Regions from separate parts of the Mus musculus genome. Here regions 2 and 3 are each linked to region 1. Evidence: chromatin contacts called from public HiChIP or PLAC-seq data. All regions are on one chromosome and are shown on one strand. The core of a region is the stretch at or near the end of the contact, and the rest is flanking DNA. Distances in the headings are between cores, read along the strand shown. Region 1 has its middle 7.5 kb from the start of Gm38686. Region 2 overlaps Gm34489 (a long non-coding RNA gene). Region 3 has its middle 110 kb from the start of Gm34489.

The links. HiChIP or PLAC-seq counts read pairs in DNA pulled down with a chosen protein or histone mark.
Region 2: a contact with region 1 is called in an H3K4me3 HiChIP or PLAC-seq map of embryonic basal ganglia, with 4 times the contacts expected there. The contact joins two enhancer-like sites. A contact is called at or near these places in 6 of 39 promoter capture datasets (cranial neural crest, embryonic stem cells, frontonasal cranial neural crest and 3 more), 2 of 484 Hi-C or Micro-C datasets (bone marrow-derived macrophages and cortical neurons) and 7 of 115 datasets of contacts at active chromatin or transcription factors (SST interneurons, craniofacial prominence, embryonic basal ganglia and 3 more).
Region 3: an H3K4me3 HiChIP or PLAC-seq map of embryonic basal ganglia shows a contact between it and region 1, with 4 times the contacts expected there. The contact joins two enhancer-like sites. A contact is called at or near these places in 2 of 39 promoter capture datasets (cranial neural crest and embryonic stem cells) and 1 of 115 datasets of contacts at active chromatin or transcription factors (embryonic basal ganglia).

What each region holds. Positions count from the first base shown.
Region 1 is chr12:13,158,223-13,161,354 of GRCm38.p6, reverse strand. No RefSeq gene overlaps it. Among named protein-coding and RNA genes, the nearest start is that of Gm38686, 7.5 kb to the right of the region's middle. Within about 2 kb of position 1,499, at least 61 of the 459 cell types and tissues checked have an H3K27ac peak or open chromatin away from gene starts, as enhancers often do. A contact at or near this core is called in embryonic basal ganglia, where this site is marked.
Region 2 is chr12:12,431,178-12,434,309 of GRCm38.p6, reverse strand. All of the region lies in intron 1 of Gm34489 (a long non-coding RNA gene), which reads right to left. Among named protein-coding and RNA genes, the nearest start is that of Gm34489, 12 kb to the right of the region's middle. Within about 2 kb of position 1,524, at least 6 of the 459 cell types and tissues checked have an H3K27ac peak or open chromatin away from gene starts, as enhancers often do. A contact at or near this core is called in embryonic basal ganglia, where this site is marked.
Region 3 is chr12:12,526,116-12,529,247 of GRCm38.p6, reverse strand. No RefSeq gene overlaps it. Among named protein-coding and RNA genes, the nearest start is that of Gm34489, 110 kb to the right of the region's middle. Within about 2 kb of position 1,722, at least 22 of the 459 cell types and tissues checked have an H3K27ac peak or open chromatin away from gene starts, as enhancers often do. A contact at or near this core is called in embryonic basal ganglia, where this site is marked.

The DNA.
Region 1 (3,132 bases), core at 250-2,749:
TAGGTGACATCCATTCATCCCACAAATGCTTATTTAATATAATTGGCCCCAAGTCCATTTGCTGGTGCTCAAGATCCAGCAATGATTAACTCTCATCTGCTCTCAGGTCCACTTGAGCACACATTTGGATCATAGGTCTCCTTCCCCACTCTTGCCACACAGATATCCAGAACTTAAGAGCTCATGGAGGGGTCTTGATGGAGGTCTTCTCTCAGCCAACTGATGCTCTATTTGAACTTCCAACCAGGCACACAGGAGGTATATCCCCATTGTGATGAAAAGCAAGTGGAGGTTCAAAGTAGCAGAAGTCTTTGCCCAAGGTCACAGAGCCACCAGGTGGTAACACTTTTCAACTGGGCCAGGTTTTCTTGAAGCCCTTTCTGTGTCTCATCTTCTGGAGTCTCTGCTCAGGGTGGCAGATATGGACCTGCTCAAATTTCCTAGCTCTCTTTCCTTGTCAAGTAGCCAGTTTGGGGATCAGAAATGCCCCCTCTACTCCCTACGTCTCACCTCCCGTCACCCTCCACTCCACTCCCTTCCCACCCCTACCCCGCTCACCCCCAATCCTCACCCCTAAGCTTCCCTCATTCCCCATCTCCCATCTCCTTTCACTCTCTATCTGCTACTCCTTCCCCATCTCCACCCACTTCCACCCTCACCCTCACCCCAGAAAAGAAGAGGATACCTAACAGTATGTGCTTGGGTGAAGTTAGTAGAACAAGCACTCTCCTATCTCTGCCTCCTGCCTAGCTCCTGTCCCACCCACTCCAGGGGGACCATGGTTCCCAAGCAGCTCTAATGAGAGGTGACATCGAGAGAAACAGAATCTGTTAGCAAAACACCCAGCATGTCACCAAGAGCTGGTCCTTCTTAGCAGAAAGAGCTCTGTTTGCTTGTTTTTGAGATAAGATCCCACTGTAGTCCAGGCTGGCCCGGATCTTACTGAGTGGCTCAGATTGGCCTGGAGCTCATAGCAATCATCCAGCCTCAGAATTCCAAGTGTTAGGACACAACTGCCACCCAAGCTGGCTGTAAAAGTGACCGTAAAGTCACTTCACCTGGTCCTGGCAGAAGGCTGACTTTTTGTTTTTCTTGTCCTACTCAGCATGGAAAGCATTTGATGCTCTGAGGGTATGACCACAGTCCACCACATGTATGGACACAAGTCCACCACAGACAGCATGGCTGGGAGACAGAGACAAAACAGGACTAGGAGTGTGGGAGAGGGTTCAGAAGGGGACTCATCAGTGGGGAACAGATCAGTCAAATAGGACCTGGGAGGAGGAATCAGGAAAGGTTGGAGTTTGGGGAGCACCATTAGTTGTGCTCTCTTTCTGGTATGACAACTGCCTCTTCCATCCCTAGCCTACATCCTCTGGGTGTGTGCTGCCCTGAGCTGACAGAGAAAGTACTCTGAGACAGCCTCTGACAAAGAAGCCTTGACTGTTGGCAGGCAAGATTTTCTGAAGCAGCTTCCATAGCAACCAGAGGCAATGTTGAAAAGCAGCTGAAAGGCCCTGGTTGCTTAGCAAAGGATGACTGCTTGGGAGGTGCCACCTGCCCTGAGGGGGATAAGGAGGCTGAGAATGTTACCCATTGTTTGCTTCTCATGAATGAAGAGGGGACCTTAAGGGGACATTAAGGTCCTAGGCCTGTAGCCTGCCTCTTTTCCTTTTTGCATGTCCCTGATTCTGTCCCATGCAGGGTGGGCCACTTCATTGAACATTCTTTCTAGATCCAGCTCACCCTGGTCTTGCTTGAGCAGTGATCTCCTTTCCTTGTCTTGGACCAAGGTCAGAGCAACCCATAGGCTCAATCTCCATGAGGAGAAGGGACCCTTCCAAGGAGCTCAATGCTGTTTGTGTGTCAGGGCCTGTAAGGGTCCTTGGTATTGGGTCTAAGGAAAGATGGAGGAGCACACAGTCCTCAGGGGGATCACACATCCTTTTCAGAGAGATTGGGAGTGGGAGAGCATTGCTTTAAGGGATCCATTGGCACCCAGAGTTAGGCCCAGGACAGGACTCTAGTTCCTAGGGACTAGGATGTTCTTTGTGATCTATAGACTATGTCTTTTTTGAGCTGTCTCTTCACTTGATGGCTGGAATCTGGAAAGGACATTATTGTGATGGTGTAGACAAGTGTGCCTGCCAGATGTTGATAAACCCAGGAGGTGGCAGTCAGAGAGCCCAACCAATTGACCCACCAAGAAGTATTCAGAGGCAGTGGCTCCAGTAGTTTCTCCTCCATCCCTTATCCTGCATACCTGGTTCTTAATGAGACATGTAGTGGACAACCTTGGGTGGGATGCTGAAGTCCCTTTGGTTGTGGGTTTTCTAAACTGCCTACCCTGGCTTCTCCCTCCCCATTTCATTCTTTCCTACATAACCTATTTAAATCCAGTGCTGGGAAGGTACAAGGATGGAGAGAGATGCTGGAAAAGTTACTTCACTTATGAGAGATTAGAACTATGTGTGACCCCTCCTGCATCCCTGGTAGCTCGAATAAGGAAAGACTTGGGAAATGATGATGAGTAGGAAGGTGAGGGAACAGAACACACAGGTCGAGGTGGGCAGAGGTGCAGGAGTCAGAGCTGGGTGTCAGTGGGAACAACAGCTAGTACCTAACATTCAAGTACTTCCCTGGGCCCAGAGGGAAGGGACACTGAATGCTGACTTCATAGAAAGGAGGATTCGATGCTTGCAATACTCTCTTTATTCTGCTTTAAATCAGAGGAAACTCCAAGCCATGAGTAATTGCCAGGCCACAAGCAGGTTCTAGAAAACCACAGCTACCATTGGACACTCTTGTGTAGCGTACTTCTGAGCTGGGCTGGTATCTGCCTCTCCAGTCCGCATGGCCCATTCTTCGCTAGCATCCAGGTCCTGCTGAGGGTACAGGCAAAGTGTTTCTCCCTCAGGGCATCTTGCAGAGTTGGACAGCATTGAAGTACCTCAGGCTCCTCACAGGCAGGCTGCAGGACATCCTCCACCACTGCACACACTACTTTCATTTGCTCTTTAAAAAAAAAGAAAGAAAAGAAAAGAAAACCACTGGGAGTGAATTTAGTGGTTGTGAAATTTAAAGAGGCAAGTGCAGAGCTGGGAGGCATTTCCTTAAGCACAAAGTAATGAA
Region 2 (3,132 bases), core at 275-2,774, 730 kb after region 1:
TCCTCCAGCCTGTGAAAGGATTGTTTTCACTTGACAGCCAGGTCTAACACTCAGAAACTGTGTTATCCTAGCAATTTTTGAATTTCATAATTAAGCTATCTAACTTATCCTTGCAAACTTCCAGTTTCCTAGAGTTATATTATGGGATATTCTTTGGATAGAGGCAAATAATCCCAAGTGCTGTCTCTAGGGAAGGGTAGTTGAGTAAGTCAGATGGTTCATTAAGAGACGTCTCCGTAAGTAACTGATATCAATCATTCCTCCATCTTTGGCTTTCTACCTAGACTTCAAGTCTGAAGTCTGTTTAGAGCCCTCTGATGATTCCAACAGCACCCTCTCCTGCACTGCTTTTTCCTCTGTTTTGGTCGGACATTGACTTCACTCCAGTTACCCGGTGTCTAGAATCCATCTGCTTCTCTGCAGAAATCTCCAGTGTTCTGTTGCACCTACTTGGGTTTTCTATATTATTTTTAAAATTACATTTATGTTTCCATTATGCTAATAGAAGTCAGGAAAGAGAAGGGAGATCTATGCATGTTCAGGTCTACATCATAACCCCTGAAAGCCCTCAGTCATGTTTTAAAATGCTGTACATTTTTGAAAGGATTATCTAGCGTGTTTGGTGTTTTTTCAGGTTTTTCTGGCTGTGTCATCTGGTTGCCATAGCCAAATACCACAGGCTGAGTATCTAACAGAAATATATCTCTCAGTCTCCAGGCTGAAAAGTTCAAGATCAAAGAATCAACAGATTTGGTTCCTGGAGAAGGTCCATGTCCTAGGTTAAAGATACCTTGTCAGTCTGATTTCATTGACAGGAGTGGGAGAAGGGGGAAAGAAAAAAAAAAAAAACCAGAGACTATTTTTTTTTCTTCTAAAGCAACAGCCTACAGGGTTAGAGTTGGGCTCATATAAACGTATTTTACCTACTTTTCCCTTAAAGACCGCATCTCAAAACACAATGCCATGGAGGCTAGACCTTCAATGTTTGAGTTTTGGATAAGCCCTAACTCATTGCGTTCCGGTCTCTAATCAGTTTATCATGAAGAAACTTACGTGTAAGCATGGGTTATGTTACTTAAATACAAAATAGTAGCACATTTGACTAAAACACTAGTTTGTGGTTCCAAAAATCATTTCTAAATATAAATCATTGAGATAAAACAAAGACAAAGAACTCAATGCAGTTGAGCATAGGTGAAGTCAGGTGTCACACACACGCACAGGTATACAGGTATACAAAGCATCCATGGAGGGGACTGGCTCTCCTCCCCTTCTCCTTGTGGGTGGTAGGTCCCAGTAAATCCCTATGTGCCACTTCAAATCCATTTGCTTGGCTTCAGTCAGACTCTGATGGGCCTTATCTTATTGGCAAAGGCACATAGCAATTAAAATGGCATTGACAATCTTGTGATCTGTCTCGTGTAACAGAAAATTCAGATTAAGGGAAGATTATGCTAATGGGAGACAATCTTAGAGCAGGAAGTGCTTTTTGAAGACAGCTTGTACAGTTCCCTGACTGACATACTCTGTCTATTACATTCTGCCTAATGGTCTCCTCTTGATCATCTCCAGTAACAAGGATCCTTTAGCCTCCAGAGGCAGCAGTTTTTCTTAAACAGCACAGCTAAAAAGCTTTAAACATAGCCTCAACCTAGCTCTACATACTTCCCAGTTGTGATTACTAGCTGTGTTCTCTGTAACATACAGGGAGAATTGAAATGGCTGTCACAAGCAAGAGGAATTTATATTTTATATGCTTAACAGGACAGGTAGGAAAGACTCTTAATGTCAGTGACGGTTGTCATTTCCCTATCTAAAGTCGCTTACATTTCTCAGGCGGGTCTTTTTACAAAAAGCAAAACTGTTAAGTGAAAGCTTTAAAAATAATTCCATTACCTACCTCACAAAGACAGAGTGACAGCTGATCATTAGGAGAAGAATGTCTTCAGAACTTGGAGAAAGATGAGATTTCATCCATCATAAAGCAAGATGCATGGCAGCATCCCACCAAGGGGGCTGTTTATTGCTGGCTCACATCATCTCTGCAGTTTTGCCTCATGAGACTGGAGACAAAGAACTCAGTGCAGGTGAGCACAGGCCAAGTCAGCCTCATGGCACAGATGAGATACACCCAGTCTGAAGGTGAACAACATCCACAGAAGCAACAAGCTGGGTGTTTTTAGAATGCCTGGGACAGCAGCTGCTTCTGCAGCCTGTCAAAAAACCTGAAGACTCTAGGAAGATGGCTAAGCCCCTGTCACAGATGTTCACTAAAGGATGATGTGGGTGCATCTGAGTGCACATTCTCTCTGTCCTTGGGATGTGTCTAAGCAACACTGGCCATGTCTACATGGGACTGAGCCAGGAGAGCTGCAAAGCCATGGCCATCTGGCCTTCACTTTATCATCTCTACAACTTAGATGTCCACAGTCATTGTCCAGTCAGTAGTAGAATATATTAATATCTAGAAAATATTAAACCATGCTATACGGCACTATGCAGTATATGGAAGCTTTGCTCCTTGATACACAGAGATCTTTCTCCTCTCCCATTATAGCTTGTGCTTCTTCCTGATATGGTCCACTTCACCACCCCACACTCTCCTGCTTGTTTCTCCTCATCCATCCATCTATTCATTTATCTATCCATGCGTCCATCCATCCACCCATCCATTCTGCTCCAACGACTCAGGCATCCTCATTGTTCTTGAAAGACTCCAGGAACCCCTCCCCCCACCCACGGCTCTTTGTATCTTGCTATGGCTGCTCTTCTCCCCGCTCCCTGCAAGGACCATTCCCTCACTATGACTAGGACTCTGTCTCTCCAGGTGTGATCTCCTCTTGCATACTTTTCTCCGCTGCTTCGCATAAACTACAAGTCACTGTCCCCTTCTTTCTCCTTGTTTTGATTTTACTTCTGTATTTCTTGATCTTCAGGGAGTTTACCAAAGCTCTCACATTCTAATCAAGGTAACAATGTGTATGCATGTTACAAATGTACGCATGAACATACATAAGTATTGTACTATACAAACTCACAGACGTCCCTTGACTCCCCAATAAATGGAAGGTTCATAGAGTTACGGGACTTCAGTGAGTTTGTATACTACTTTAGCCTCACTAACTAGGAGGT
Region 3 (3,132 bases), core at 473-2,972, 630 kb after region 1:
GGTAAAAGTTTACTCATATGAACTTAGTTTAGCTTAGTTGCTTCTTTAGAGACCCTTAGTCCAAATACATCCATATGTTGACGTTCTGAGGGTTAGGACATCAATATATGGACCTGATGGTGGCATTATTTAGCTCATAAGAATGTTTAAAATGCTTACAGTATTTAAAAAAATCTATCTACTTAACACAGTTAAGGGAGCTTCATGGGGCTTTAGTGGGGAACACTATCTCATTTATTTTACCATAAAATGCTTCTAAATTCCTCATCATTAGACAAGCAGAGTGCCTCAAACCCTGTGGAATGGCTTTAAATCTCCTTCAGCACACAGTTTTTATCTTGATTCCATAGGTCAGGGAGGGGAAGGCTTATAGGAGGTCATAAAGCTGTCCCTGAAGCATCATACATACAGCACGCTCAAGAAGGGATTTGAACCTACATCTTGTCAGCCTCATTCTCTGGGCAGGCATGAGGGGGGTTGTGAGGGGGAGGCAAGGGAAAGTAGTTTAGATTTTTATGCTAAGCTCGTTCAATTCCTTTCTCACTTTTGCTCACATTGAAATTATTAAAGTGACAGGGGAGGGGTAGGAATGCAGATAGTATTGCTTTCAGAAAATGAGGCTCCATTGGGCGACCCTTTCTTACTGTCTCAGCTGAGAAAGAGCCCCTAGCCAGAGGGAATCAAATACTTTTCAAATGTCTCATTAAAATATAAAGGTGATTCTTGCATTGGTGCTATGATAAAGACTACAAAGCAGGGCTATGAAAACTCCCTGGTTTACCCTGCTGAATAGGCCTCGGCTCCAGCAGCCGAATGAATTAGCAGCCACCCCATTATCTGTAACCCTTAGAGAGCACAACTCAGGCTTTGATCTGCCAGTGTCAGGGAAACTGATAAAAACTCGTTCTGTTTCTAAGCTTTCCAGGCCTGAAATTCTCCTTTCCCTTCAGTGCGCTATAAATGACCCTCTGAAGTGGCTGGGCATTCTTTCACAGTCTTGTTTCCAATCTATTCATAACCACGGTTATCAATTATTATGCCAGCTGGAATTCCTGAGGGCCAGGAGGCTGTTGGGAGCTCTAATTGTGGTTCAAGGATAAAAGCAAAAACCACACAAATTTTAGCCAATCATAATTAACTTATTCTCCAAGTGCAAGAAAAAAAAAAAAAAGAACTACCCCCTCCCCAAAACAAAACAACACAAAACCAAGGCCTATGAATCCCCTTTTGCTAATCACTCTTGAAAGCAGCCAGAAAGGGGGGAGGGAGCTTTTATTACCATGGTGGCACTGGATTGGCTCCCTTAGGAAGGACCAACGCCAACTGGCAACCAGAGAACTTCTCAAATCATTGGGGCCCCCTTCTTTTTAATCTTAAAAAAAAAACCCTCATTTTTCAAAGTAGCATGATGTTTTCCAAGCTCCTGACAGGGCTTTGAATAAACAGGCATCGATTTCTCATTGAACCCTAACAAATGATTGAGTGGCCCCAAATATTTCATTAAATAAGAAGACTCATGGTAGCTATCATATTAATAATGTGGGCACGTGTGAACTGAAAGGGGGCCTTGAGTCATCCTATCACCAGGTACCAGGTTAAGCAACAGATGCCCTGATAGACCTCAGCACAGGACTTCATTCTGGGCAGGTGCTGATCAGGTTAGCCTGGGTCCACACCCTGCTCCTGGGCTTAGACTGGCCAGCCGCCAAATGTCTCGAAGGCATCTGGCTGGTGGCAGAGGCATGTGAATGGAGGGCCCATGATGTCATGGAAAAAGCATGGCTTGGAGGGTGACAGGTCTCCATTTTTAAGTCTCTGTGAGACTCAGTGTCCTCCCTTTTCCAATGCAGGCACAATTTGTAGGATTGCTGTGGGGCCTGAGAGAACAGCCCTCAAGAACATGCCTGACAGAGGATGGTTGATAAACTAATGTTTTCTCTGCTTCTTGATGGTGTTGGAATATATGGTCTCAATAATTGCTATTTCTCCTAAGGGTCTCTAAAGACTATAGTTTTAGGAAGTACCAACACAAAATCTTTTTGTGACCCTTAGAAGGATCGCAGATCCAAGGCTTAGCACTTTCTTATAGCAAAGATGCTGGGAAGGACACCCCTAAGAGACATAATCAAAATGCTCATCAGGGAAAAAGGAAGCGGGAAGGATTCAAATGAGGTGATTAAATAGTATAATTATTTCCACGCAGAGTAATTGATGATCGAAAAAGCTTATTTGTATTTTGGCCACTGCTATCTAGCACTATAAAAGATACTCACTCAAGAGGATGCAACCACCGTGGGGTTAAATTGTCTATGAGGTCAAGAACCCAGTTACATTTGTGACATTTGTTAGTATGATGGAGAGCTTAGGGGTTCAAAACTTTGATTTATGCATGCTATGCCCATACTCTCATGTTAGCTTTTGCTCCCCCAAGAGGCAAAACTGTATTTTCCATAAAGACTCACTTATATATGTGGAAGTGGGTGTTTTCCATAAATGTTCCTCGCTGCACGTAAGTTGGAGGGTGGCTCCAGTGAGGTGATTAGTTGACAGCCACCCACAAAGTGAAGCCCTGAAATTAGAATGGCTGGACACAATAAGGGTTGTTTCTTACTGAGGTGGCAGCAGGGGTGATCCTGACTCCATTGTGTGGGCACAGTGTGGGACTACTGCATCTAGGACGTTTAGAGCTTGGGAGGAAAGGGATGGGGGAAATGCTTGAGCTTTCTGGGCTTTACCAGTTTAGAGATTGAAAATCTCCAGCCTGCTCTGCCCTTACCTATCACACCGCTGCTTTCTAATCACCACGTAGGCGAGGCAAGGTTGGAAAACACATGAACCACCGCTGCATAGAAACTGTCCCTGCTCTCAGAGAACCATGGAGACTGGTTGTTGGATGGTTGTGAAGACAGCGTGGTGAGCTATTGGGTTAGGTTCCCACATGAAGGAGCCCAGGGGTATCGATGGCCTTTGCCTAGGGACAAGTGACACAGATGACTATTTGCCCAAGACAGGGAACTGAGGAGAGAACAAAGTAAGGAATTTATCAAAGTGGTGATCAAACGAATTTATGTGGCTGGCTTAGGAGCATGGATGACTGTTGTATCCAGGTGAAGTCCACTTCTCTGTGCAGTG